3 separate regions of the Mus musculus genome follow, and regions 1 and 2 are each linked to region 3. The links are chromatin contacts, called in public promoter capture Hi-C maps. All regions are on one chromosome and are shown on one strand. Each heading gives the region's core, a stretch centred on a gene start, on an enhancer-like site or on the middle of the called end of the contact. The rest is flanking DNA. Distances are from core to core; before and after follow the strand shown. Region 1 holds the start of 4930461C15Rik (a long non-coding RNA gene). Region 2 has its middle 59 kb from the start of 4930461C15Rik. Region 3 holds the start of Cmss1 (cms small ribosomal subunit 1).

Region 1 (4,188 bases), core at 1,524-4,023, 800 kb after region 3:
GCTTGACTAGAGAAGTATGCAGAAAGTATGGGAGAGTAAATGTAAACCTGGACTGCCCTGGGGCAGTGACTGGTCTAGACTCGAACGCCTGATATATGACTTTGGTGGAAGGTTCCCAGGAAACATTTCGTTATCTCACAGAAGCCTTCTGAAACTGGTTGTACAGCCATAATGAGAAGTGGAGAGACATGGTGGGCAGCACTGTGTCTCAATTCTCACACATCGGTGCTCCTCCTATGACTTCCCATGGTCAGGCAGTAGGGGAATGTTCTCCGGGCTGCTCTCCAGCCAAACCTCCAGAAAAGAAACTCAGGAAGCTGAAAGGCAAAAGAGTACGAAGACAGATGGCTAGCATCATTTTTCAGACGCTGGTTTCCCCCTCTCTTCTTTTCCCTGTTCTGTCCTCTGAAACACTTCACCACTTTATTCTCTACTTTAACAGCTCTTAGCATACCAAAACAGAGAGAAAATGACAGCACCCCTCTCTCTTGTGATAGGGGAATTACTTATAAGAAATTCGGAGTCTTTTCAGGCTGTACTCCCCTGAGGGGGGACAGCCACAACTCCAGCACTTTCTTTTCTAGAAAGGTTCCCATACCTGAGCTAGTTCACTCTGCTTCTTGTGCAGTTCCATGTAGCTGAAGGAATCCTAGCCAGCAGCTTCTAACCCTTTGCTGTGTCCACCTTGTGGCCTACGGTTATCACTAGGTGGTCATACAGAAGGAGTGATCCGACATGTGAGGTGCTTCATCTCAGGGACTATCACTTGAAGCCTTGGCTTAGGACTGGCTGTTTGCTGGGGTAGGTCATAGAGTTAGCTCTGTTAGTTCTCACCTCCAAATTGGCACTGGTGACGATGGATTTGTTTAAAATGTTTGTCTTCTCCACTAGAATGTAAGCTTCTCTAACTGAACTTTGTATGACCAGGGCGTATATTGGTAGTGCTTTCTTTGCTACACGATAGATGTTTAGCAGATACAATGACTGGGGAGTGGGGGTGGGGGGTGGGCTTATTGTGTGAGAAATATGCAAGAAACTTGAAAAAAAATGGCTTCTAGAGTCCTTTCCAGCATTTGGGTTTTCTTCTGAAACACGGGTGTGAGTGCTTTACATGTTTAGGACTCTCACATGTATTCATGAGTTCCAGAGCCAATTCCTACATACTTCTCACACTGACATTTGTACAACCTGCTTTTCTATAGCCTCATTTATTAGCTGTATATCCATATCGATTTATTTTGTTTAAAAGGCATGTATTTTATTATTTATTTATTTATTTATTTATTCATTCATTTAGTATGGGGGTGGGAGGGGAGATGTTCCACAGTGCACATCTGGAGGACCATGGACGACTTGCAGAAGCCAGTTCTCTCCTAGCAACCATGTAAATTCTGAGGATCAAACTCAGATCGTAAGGATTGTCAGCAAGGGCTCTTAACCAATGGCCTATCTCTCTGGCTTTGCATCCCAGTATAGGTGCTTCTCAGCTTATGATAAGAGTCACATTTGATAAACCCACCATCACTTGAGAACACGTTAAGTCAAGGGAACATTTAATACACTCAAGGTAGTAGACATCCTATGCCAGTATCAGTTTGCTGTACAGCATCCGTTGCTTAGCGTTGAGAAGACCCAGCTGCCAGAAATTATGGCTTGTTAAAGGCAGTCATCAGCAGGACAGGGCACAGCAGCAATACTGTGAAAAATCAACCACCATAAACTGAAAGGTAATACAGATGCTCTATAGTTACTTCCTTTGCTATGCAAACTGTTCTATCTTACTAAGTCCCTGTTTGTTAAAGGTACAATACTTTTTTTTTTTTTTTTAGGGAGTCCCTAATTAAAAATATCCCTGATGGTTTCTCTTTATAAATCTACTGTCTAGTTCTGTGGATTCTTCTTTAAAGACTGCTCTTTCTTCTGCCATACTGCCTGCTCAAAAACTCCATCAAATTGCCTATTATTTGAATTTGTACTTGTTTCATTCTGACGTGCATGATGTACTGACATTTCTTCCCCATTCCAAAACCTGCAAATTATCTATAAAGTGGCTCTAATTCCTGGGACTTCTCTGAGCACAATTTTACAGATAGTGGACTTAAATAGTCTCAGCAACACGGGTCTTATTTTATACTTCCTCTCCAAAGTCCTAGAAGCTATCTTTGCAAAAACTGAACACTACATTTGTAATTGTACCCGCAGATGTTGCTGCAATTGACTGCAGTTTTAATTAAGAAAAACATACTCTGCTATTTAAAAACAGTCCCTTAAATACAGCTCCCAGCTGAAATCTTCCAGCATCCAGCCATCCCACCCCTTCCAGTGGCCTGATGTTCGACGGGGGAGGAGCCAGGAGCAAGCAGGCTCTGGGAAGCTGGAGAGCGCGGGATGGGGAAGTCCCGGAAGTCACTGACCAGAGAGTCTCGGCGGGTTCTCTCTGGGCAGTGGTCCCAAAAACTACAGGCTCTTCAGCGGGGCGGGGACCGCTCCCGGCCCCGGCTTGGGGGCGAACCCGGATCGAGGGAGGCGGGTGGGACGCTCCCAGAGGTCCAGGGCGATTGGCAGACGCGGATGAGGGGCGGTGGAGCTTTAGGAGAGGAGCTAACAGGTCGACAGAGCAGACGGCGTGATGATTGGACGGCACGGAAGGAGCTGGACCAGATCTGGCCGCTCATTGGTCTCAGCATGAGGAGGAGGCGTGGCCAGCGCGCGCGGGAGGGAGGGAGGGCGAGAGAGCGGGGCCGGCCCGCCCGAGAGACGGTCGGTCTACGAGCGCGGCGGGAGCGCGTTCCAGCTCGGGCCCCGGTGCTATCCTCCGATCCGCCGCGCTCCGGCCTGGGGTCTCGGGGCGGGAAGCTCGGTGAAGCGGGCGCGGGGAGCAGGGCGGAGGGGACGAGGCGCGCTGCGCTGCCGCCCGGTCCTCACCGGGTGCTGCGGGCCCCGGGCGCGCGGGGCTCCGCGGCGCGCGCACTATGCGGGCGGATTGCCGGCCGCCGCGATGGCGAGCCGGGCGCCGCTGAGAGCCGCGCGCAGCCCCCAGGGTCCCGGAGGCCCGGCCGCGCCCGCCGCCACCGGCCGGGCCGCGCTGCCCAGCGCCGGCTGCTGTCCCCTCCCTCCTGGCCGCAACTCCTCCTCCAGGCCTCGACTGCTCCTTCTGCTGCTCCTACTGCTCCAGGACGCTGGAGGCCAGCAAGGTGAGTGGTGGCCCGCACCGGTCGGCCTCCTGAGGCTCTTGGCTGTTGGAGGAACCTGCCGACGAACCCAGAGATGCAGAGACACCACACTGGCGAGGCTGATGTGGCGGGGACCGGGGCGGGGTGGTGGTGCCGCCCGGTGTCTCAAGTTTGTGTCGCTTTACTTTTCCGCAAAGCCATTCATTTCTGTGAAAGAGGGACGTATGAGACCCTGCCGTGGAGGCCTCCTTGCTGTCTCCTTCTGGACTGATGGACGGAGTCGGGAGCAAATTAAAAAGCATCTTGAGCTTATTAAAGACAGGCAGGGATTGCTGTTCTTAGGGATAGCGCCCAGGTTCTAACGCGAATGAAGCAAATTGCAGTGCTCTCTAGAGCCTTGCTTACGTTTGCAATTCGTTCTTCAGAGCACCTGCCCATTACTGAGGACCGTGGTTTGTAGATTGTCTTGATCAAACACAGAAGTGGCCCAGAGTAGCGGTCCACTACCAAAAGCGCAAACTTTCTCAGAAAGTGACAAAGCTTCTTTTCCTTCTACAATCCCATTCCAGAAGCGGGAACAACTGTTGGTTGATAAATCATCAACAATAGAAAGAGAATACAGGACTGAACTTTTTAGTGTTGCTGCTTTGGGCAGCGTACCACATTCTGTTTGGCTTTATTTCTTCCATGGCTTTTCTTGTTACTAATTGCTAGGGAGAGTTTCTTGAAATACGTTTTCCATTTCTCAGTTCAGCTTCCCACTGTGTGCACTTTTTGTCAGTAAGGAATATCTTCAAGGTCATGGGATTGTCTCTTGGGAAGGTGCAGCCTTGATGGACGTGTGAGAGGTAATCGCTAAGAGAAAAACGTAAACTGTCCTCTTTAATAGTCACATTTAAACTGAGCAACCTAAGGTTTAGAGGTCTAATAGGCAGATTTCAGTCAGCGCTTACTGTTTTAGAGTGTGGAAGCCTCTGAAGTTTTGGCATCTATGTGTGTGTTTTTCTTTCTCGTG
Region 2 (4,300 bases), core at 1,392-3,891, 740 kb after region 3:
TTAACAGGAAGCCCAAGAATATACCAGCATGTGGCCTCCACACAAGCCAGCCTACCTCACAGGAAGATAGAATGACAGAGGACCAACGGAAAAGATCTGGCCTATTCTTATATTTTCAGTTGTGAGCCTAGCCTTTAACGGCTGAGCCATCTCTCCAGCCCGATCTGGCCTATTCTTAACGTCTGTGACATTAAGAACAGCGATGGTCAACTTTCCAGAAATAACCAGTATGTGTGAAGTATTTGAAAAACTTTCACCAAGATTGAAAATTCTCTGAAGTTGTAAAAGAAACAAAAAAAGTTGGAGCACCGAGGAGCACAGGAGTCATTGCATGATTCAAAGTAACACAGCGAAAACAAAAAGCACCTGAAAGACATGAGAAGGAGCGGTTACCTACAGCACCATGGAGCTCTGAACACATGGAGGTCTGCTACATCTTCTGCCCATTCCCTAGAGAGAAGGATGAAAAGCAAACACTGAAAAGGTTTGCAAATATGATTTGGCTGTGGTCTCTCATCTGAATAGCGTTCTCATAACTGGGAATATTGGTCCCTCTCATTTATTCTTTTTATTGTTGAATAAAGTTTAAAAACTATAAGCAGACCATATACAAACTTGAATTGAGCCAACTTTGTTTCAACCAATAAAATTTTTTACTTTTTATTTTTTAAGACTTGTTTATTTATTTTATGTGCATGAGTTCTCTATCTGCATGTACACCTGCATGCCAGAAGACGGCATCAGATCACATTATAGGTAATTGTGAGCCACCATTGTGGTTGCTGAGAATTGGATTCAGGGCCTCTGGAAAAGGAGCTGGTGCTAACCCCTTGAGTCATTTCCAGCCCCCTTACTTTCTATTTTCATTCATTCTCAAAAACTTTGCCTCAACAAGGTTTTTCCAGTATGGCCATAAAGTAAGAGTCCAGGGACAGAATAGGATAAAGCTGTCTTGAGGCCTTAAAGGCATTTAATATAAACAGGCAACAGTTACACATGAAGGTCTCTATGCTAACTATGCTGTTTATTTTTATATTAATATTAAATAGCATCTGTGACCATTGTTTTTGTTTGCTATATATTTTTATGTTTATAGCAACATAACAGACAAGCAGTTTGTACTGACCTCATTTGGTGATAAAGAAATTAACTAAAATTCTCCCAGCTAGTAAGAAGCAGAAACAATTTGAATCTAAGTCCCTGAATCTATATGTGGTGCTTTGGTCACTGTCTCTTCTGCTTACAACCAAATCCAGTTGCCAGTGAAGGCACTTATTTTCTATGTCTACTTTAACAGTCACTGTTTTATGGAGGAGAGGTGAGGGAGGTGGGCACCGAAAGCAAAGTGGGTCTGAAGGTGGAATAATTAAAGCTATGATTTTGTGTGTTTACTTAAGAAATAAAAATAAAAACATTTGGTGTACTGTTATGTGAGAAAAAAAAAACGTTCTACTGCAGCAAAATGGAGGACGGATGAATTTCCAGCAAAGAAGAAAAGAGAATGAAAGGAAGCCCCCAGTGATTTAGGGCTGAGAGAACATTCTTCTGAGAAAAGTGTTCCTTTGAAAACACAGCTAGGAAAAGCCATGGGTGGTCTTCCCCCACACGGATGCTCCCTGTTGTCAATGAGCACTAGTTTGAACAGTATTCAGAAACCTTTCTGTTGCTTGGGAATATAGCCACTGATAATAGATACAGAGGTACCCAAGAAAAATGGTAAAAACAAGCAAAGACTTGAAATTTCCTTCTGCATTTACTGACTCCCTGACATTAAAAAGAGCAAAGTTGAAAAACAAAGGGGGGGGGGGGAGAATGACATGAATCAGAATGGAATGAGAAGTATTTTGATGACAAACGATCACACACATCTCAGTGTCTCAGAATTGGGATTTTAGTGTGTATGTTCACACACGTCTCCAATGATCTAGCTGGATGGATCTCTGGTTCCTGTCATCCTCACTTGGGTATCCAGGCTAATGAAGGAACCTCTGTCTGCAGTGCCATTGGGGGTTAACGCAGATGGAAAGATACTGTGCAAACAATCGAATCCTGGGCGAGAGGAGTCAACCTGCAAGAAACACATGCCCTTCTGTTCAAATTTCATTGCAAAAGGCAATGAAAGGCAAAGACATCCAGCACTCCACCTCCTGGGAAATGCAGAAGTACAACATGCTGAGAAAGAGAACTGGGAATATTTTCAGAACAGAGCTAATGACTTCCAGACACTCTCCTCCAGGATGTTCCAATCTGCAGCCTCACATCTGCATACTGCTATAGCAGCCTCCATGGCCTGAGTCACTCGAGGCTTACTACAAGCCCCCTTACGTTTCCCAGCCTCCTGCCTCATTTACACTTGGGTTGGAGCTGAGTGATTATTTAAATCAAATGGGCCATAAGTAGAGTGATACTCACAAGCCCGGTTTTGAGGCATGAATGGTTGGCATTCTCCAGTGTTTAATTCCTGTGCAAGATGCCCCGAAAGACAATTGTCCCTCCCAGACTAGCAGAGATGCCATGTGATGAATCTCCCAGCTCGGTCTCCCATGGGGAGCAGCACTTCTCAATCTCTATCCACCAATTCTCTCTGAATATGTAGAATGAAGAGTATGAAGCCTTTGTCACTATGTGTCATTTAGGAATGTCTGTTGTGGCAGCTGGCATTAATCATCCCAGTAAGGAAACTAGTATCTGAATGTCAAGTAGCAGTTTAAAATAACCCGTTACATGTTTTTTTTTTTTTTTAAAGTGGGCATGAAAGCTGATATGAGTAGTTTGAAAAGCAATGTGTTTTATAGTGATAAAAATCATTGGTAAGTGTTCACTAGGAAGTCAGCTTTAAATAGGCTTTCAACTGGGAGGAAGAAGAAGGGTAGGAAACTAAGATTTAGCACTGTGTATTAGGGACCCTTTGCTCTGTTCAGCAAGACATTGCCAGAAGGAAATGAAATCAGGAAGAATTGACTGTTCAAAAGCAAACCGAAAGGAATCAGGAGGAAAGGCTAGGAATTTGGGCCCTCCTGGCTCGGGAACATAGCTCAAAAGTAAGAAATGAGATTAAAAAGCTTTGAGTGACAGAAAAGTTAATGACAATAAAAATAAACCAATAAAATCCCGCAGCTGATTAAAGTTCTCCAGGGAGAAGTCAGATGAGGGTATAATCTTCTCACTCAAGCTCAAAAGCTTAAACAGAGACCACTAGCTGGATTTAGGGACATCTGTAGGTAGGTCCAGGACTGGGGAGGCTGAGGCTGGGAGACTGACAGTTTAGAGGCTTGTCTGAGTAACATAGCAAGATTCGGTTCCAAGAAACAGAGAAAAAATGAAAGACAAAGGGGTAAAACACAGAAATGAAGCAATTCTGGGAGACATGTTTTTAAATTGGCTATAGGTGCTACAGGATTTTTTTTTTTTAAGCAAAACCAACCAGTTGCCTACTTAGAGGAGAGTAAATTACTTGAGAAAATGGGGCTTTGACCAAAAAAGCTAGAGGCAGAACAGGGGTCTTGACCCTCCAGCCTCCTTCATGAGAATGCACTTACCAAGCTTTAAAACCCCCTTGGAAAGCATATACCACTCATACCCTGTTCAGAATTGTTGCAGGATTTTCCCTGTCCAATTACTTTAGTGCAGAGGAGGCCCGTGATTGGACAGGTGAAAGGGAGGCGGAGCTAAGAGTTGCAGAGAGGGGGAGCGTCTGCCTGCGGAGGGAGGAAAAAAGCAAGATGGCGGCAGACGTGAACCAGCATTGCTTTTACCAGCCACAGGTCATTATGATATCATAAGGTTAGGATAATTGGGATAAAGCTTTTATCATTATCAATTGGTTCAGAAATTATTGTATTGGTGTCTTGTAAATTGTGATTTTATTGATACATAAATCTGATTGGTTAACTATAAGCATTAAGAGTTTTGATTTTACTGGGTTACTGGATATTGTGATATCTAACTGTGAGGTTGGTGGCTCAATTTGGTTACTGGAATGTGGGACTGAGCAGGACATAGTGTTATGGCTCGCTGGTCCCAGCAAGAGAGCGGGAACATACCAGCTCATTTTTAATATTTCCCGCAACACAGAACTACTGAAGAGTAGAGAGAATAATACCCTGAGACATACAAAGAGACTCCCGCAAAGAACATCATCACAGCTCCAGGAAATTCTCCCACCTAGAGCCTACCCATGTGATTGACTGGACTGTAGTTTAGACTTTGAGGTGTTCGCCAGCTGTCTCTCGTCTTTCTGTTCTCTCCATGGCAAACCAGACTGAGCGGGCTGTTGCTTTTCCATTTCCCCGGGTCCAGC
Region 3 (4,131 bases), core at 1,405-3,904:
GGAGCAGCTTCTCAGGGAGGTGATGATTCTGCAAACCGTGCGTACATTTCCTGCTAGGTATCCATGAGTTTCATGAAAAATACCCCTAATAAATGTGGAAGACCTTTCATTTCCTCTCTTGTGTTTAACAGAGGTCTGAACTGAGTTCCTATGTTAACAGCTAGTTACTACATCAGAAGGACAGCAAGGAACTACAAGAGCCTGAGACAAAAGGAATGGAGCCTGTTGAGCACCAGAGCAAGTGAGGAGCAGCGCTGCTGAGCCAGGGTAAGCCGGTGGGGACTGAATTCTCTGGTAGCTGAGGGGCAAATATTGATGCTGAGGCCTCTATTTTGAGCTTACTACAGTGGTTCATACAAGTTAGAACAACATATAGGTCCACAGAGCAAAATGCAAAGAAAGACTCAGGAAACCTTGTGGAGGGAGACACAACAGGAAATAAAGGAAACAAAGAAACATAGCCACATCCTTCCAAGCCTGTGTGAGACTGATGGGTTGTGGGGACTGACACATGGAAGTGTGGAGAAAGGCAGGTTTACAACACTATTCCTATTAACCACTGAATACTTTAGAAGCCATCCAGATGTTTGAATTCCAAAATAAATCACATATTAGGATTACATCTCAATCACTGACAAAAAGATAAAGTGTACGGTTAAAACTGCTTATTTAGTTCTGAACAAAATCAGACTGAGAGTCAACTGACACAGTTTGATAATAATGTGCACGCATCGTATACCTTTTAAAATCAATAATGGGTTTGCTTAGAGATGGGATTCTTCTCTTTGGTCACAGTAGTTATCAGGAAAAATGCAAGCGCAAGACAGACTGACTTCAGATCATCCGACTGTGAAGGAGAGCTACCTCACTCAACAGGAGAAGCCCAAGCTAATCTCTGAGATCTCAGTGCTTCTGTTTCCTCCCGTATACAACAGGGATAAAGATAACTACTTCTCTGTACACTTACAAAGATGAATAATCTAGTGCTCATAAAGCAGCAAAAACAATGCATGACAGCAATAGGTAGGCTGAGGCAGGAGAATTAAGAGTTTCAGAATTTAGATCATACTAAGAGCTCAACAAATGAAAACTGGCATTACTGTCATATCCACTGTCTCCTGGCATTTCTGAACACTCCGGTTTTCTTGTTACATGTATGGTGAGAGGGGGCATCTAAGACTCAGAAGAAGCTACTGAGTCATTTGAGAAACACTCCTCAAACGATGGGGAGACTGAGAGTTACAGATTACCTGACTTTTAGCTTCCTACTTCTGTCATCCCTAGTCTAGTCTCAACCCTGGGATCCAGACTGCCACTCGCCACTGGACTGACACTCTACTCTTCTGTTCCCCTTAAATCACAAAACCCATGCTGTAACTTTCAGTTTCACACTGAGAAATGGTCTAAACGTGTTAACTCTGTTTGCTATCATGTGAGATGGTACTGAGATCAAAATAAATGGAAATATGACATTGACCCTACCATCTAAAACTAGAGACAGGTGGACCTTGGATCCTTGGAGGGTGACTTGAGACAGTAACAATAGAAGTAGCTATCGCATGGTTAAGTCTTATGGGGCATGAAATGTTCAAGGCCACTGGAGTGGGGGGGTTACTTAATGCTACTTTACTTGAAAATAAAATGCCTACTGCACACAGAATGGGTACACATAGTACACCATAATAGAAACTGTTGGAGCCGAGCAGTGGTGGTTCACACCTTTAATCTCGGCACTTGGGAGACAGAAGCAGGCGGATTTCTGAGTTCGAGGCCAGCCTGGTCTACAGAATGAGTTCCAGGACAGCCAGGGCTACACAGAGAAACCCTGTCTAAAAAAAAAAAAAAAAGAAAGAAAGAAAAGAAAAGAAAAGAAAAGAAAAGAAAAGAAAAGAAAAGAAAAGAATTTGCTGTAAAGCAGAAGAGTTAAGCCCCTTGCTGGCTCGAACTACACATGATAAAGAACACGCTACTTTAATATTTTGTACATATACTACACGCCAAAAATTGTGTTGTGCTATACAACTTTAAATTACCTTCACTACATCTTCACAATTTTTTGGAGAGAATTACTCCTTTCACACGTGAGGAAAAAGGAGAATGTGTCGGAGTATCAGAGTCTGTGATTTGAATTCCCAATCTGAACCTAGTTCAGGGATTACTGGTAACCACTATGACAAACTGTACAGAAACGGTCTATCTAGTCTCAAGAAAATAGTAAAAAGTCTAGAAAACCAGAGCGCAGGAAGTAGCCCTCTCAGACTGGCAGGCGGCGACGGGGTCCCTCTCGTTCCACGTGTGACACGGTGTTGTCCCTCCCCAGTTCCCGCGCCGTCCCATGTTCCCACGGCTCCGCGCTCCACCTCCGGGCAGACCGCCACGACTGCCACACGCGGGTAAGGCAGCTGAGGCGAGGACCAGGGCAGGAGGAACGAGGGAGGCGGGCGAGAGCTTACCTGGGCTGCTGGCGGCTGCCGGCTGGTTCTCCCACCACTCGTCTCCCAGATCGTCTGCCATCCCCGTGAGACCCGGACGCGAACTGACAACCAGATGAAAGCAAGGCGGCCGCTCGCGCTCCTGGGCTCAGCTTCACTGGCGGCGTTAGCAACGCTACACGCGGAAAAACCAAGGAACTCCGTCGCCCGCGCCACTGGAGATGACGTCACAGACGCCACGCCCCCCCAGCTGCGGCAGCCAGGGGTGTCGCCGTTTCCACACAGGCTCAGACGTTCAAGATCGGCCTAGAAACTCCAAATAAATGCTCTGTTGAGCCTAGAAATACAAGAAAAGAGTTACCATCGGTTTGGGTTATTTTTTTTTAATATTTAAGTATTTTGTTTTGGTTTATGGCCGAAAAGCCGATGTCGAAAGTGCAAGAACGGATGCTAAGACGATTTTTCTCTGTTGGATTTCAAAGAGCTTGCACCGCGGGAGGAGACCCGAGCACGTGGATGTGTTTTCACTTGGTTGTCAGGGTTCTGGCGTTCCAGCGCCTGTGCAGTTTGTCCTTAGAAACGCACCTGAGAGTTGCTGACGATGAATGTCGGAACTTGGTTGTACATGTGAACGTTGCTGCTCTTTTTCTACAACTTAAGAGGGACGAATATCCTGAAGACCTGAAACATACCACTTCTCTATTTAAAATACTTAATCAGGTTTTGATATTCTCTTTAGAGGACTTGGATTGTGATCTGTCCCATTCAGTACCATGGCCCTTGGAACATGAATAGAACTTGGGGCCTGGTGTGGTGGCGCACGCCTTTAATCCCAGCAATCTGGGAAGCAGAGGCAAGCAGATTCCTTGAGTTGAAGGCCAGCCTGGTCTACAGGGGAGTTCCAGGACACCCAAGACTCTGCAGAGACATCCTGTGGAGGAGGAGGAGAATTGTTTTATTCAACAGTACATTTGTTTCTGTCATCTCCATTAGCCATCTGCCTGACAACAGGTATTAAGAGGTCAGGAAGGCCACAGGCCAAATGCAGCGATTGAGTTGTTTGTACCGGTGCTCATAAGTTACTTTTATAGTAGAACGCTTTGGACAACATAAACTAACCAGAAAGAAAGAGTGGCTTTAATATGGTGCGTCTATACATTCATACTTCGTGTATTTGCTAATTCACCCTTTATAGAAAAAAATACAAGCTCTATTGAATAAACAATATAAATTGTATCTTCCCTTTAACTGTTTTGTTACCAGTAAATAGATATCTGGGTTTATAAGTTAGCCTACCCTAACCCCACCTCCAACTCCAACACCCATATCTGGTACTGTAGAATCCAAAATAAGTTCAAGACCACCCAGCCTCTTCCCCTCTGAAGGGACTTTCAGAAACATAGCAGTCAAAATGACTGAGTCTACAGCTGCCAAAACAAAATGAGCTGTTCTTAGAAAAATAACCATAACAAGATAGCAATTTCCAGAGAAATCCCCCTACCCTGCCCCACACTGAATTCTGAGAAAGACTACAAACCACCCTGACCTTTCTAAAATTCCCTGTGACATTAAGAGCTGTGATGTTAATAGCTGACCTATAAGATCAAAATGTAGTGCTGCTTTGCTGATAATAACCCACCATAAGGGCAGGCAAAGTGAGTCACTAGGCCAAAGGGTTACATAGTCACCCTATACAAAC

Evidence for each region. Promoter capture Hi-C pulls out the DNA fragments that hold promoters and counts their contacts.
Region 1: a promoter capture Hi-C map of 3T3-L1-derived adipocytes shows a contact between it and region 3, with 17 times the contacts expected there. The contact joins the promoter of 4930461C15Rik here to the promoter of Cmss1 in region 3. A contact is called at or near these places in 18 of 39 promoter capture datasets (the 3T3-L1 cell line, 3T3-L1-derived adipocytes, the HPC-7 cell line and 12 more), 2 of 484 Hi-C or Micro-C datasets (muscle stem cells and palatal mesenchyme), 10 of 115 datasets of contacts at active chromatin or transcription factors (astrocytes, differentiating embryonic stem cells, embryonic stem cells and 6 more) and 2 of 9 other capture datasets (adipose tissue and pancreatic islet).
Region 2: a promoter capture Hi-C map of 3T3-L1-derived adipocytes shows a contact between it and region 3, with 3 times the contacts expected there. The contact joins the enhancer-like site here to the promoter of Cmss1 in region 3. A contact is called at or near these places in 7 of 39 promoter capture datasets (the 3T3-L1 cell line, 3T3-L1-derived adipocytes, cranial neural crest and 3 more) and 1 of 115 datasets of contacts at active chromatin or transcription factors (embryonic stem cells).

The regions. Positions count from the first base shown.
Region 1 is chr16:58,405,758-58,409,945 of GRCm38.p6, forward strand. 4930461C15Rik (a long non-coding RNA gene) reads right to left here and starts at 2,774. Exons shown (of 4, transcript XR_384912.2): 1 at 2,415-2,774; 2 at 1-317. Dcbld2 (discoidin, CUB and LCCL domain containing 2) reads left to right here and starts at 2,778. Exons shown (of 16, transcript NM_028523.3): 1 at 2,778-3,194. The coding sequence starts at 2,999.
Region 2 is chr16:58,347,325-58,351,624 of GRCm38.p6, forward strand. No RefSeq gene overlaps it. Among named protein-coding and RNA genes, the nearest start is that of 4930461C15Rik, 59 kb to the right of the region's middle. Within about 2 kb of position 2,642, at least 63 of the 459 cell types and tissues checked have an H3K27ac peak or open chromatin away from gene starts, as enhancers often do. A contact at or near this core is called in 3T3-L1-derived adipocytes and second pharyngeal arch cranial neural crest, where this site is marked.
Region 3 is chr16:57,604,213-57,608,343 of GRCm38.p6, forward strand. It overlaps Cmss1 (cms small ribosomal subunit 1), which reads right to left and starts at 2,655. Exons shown (of 10, transcript NM_025599.3): 1 at 2,454-2,655. The coding sequence starts at 2,514.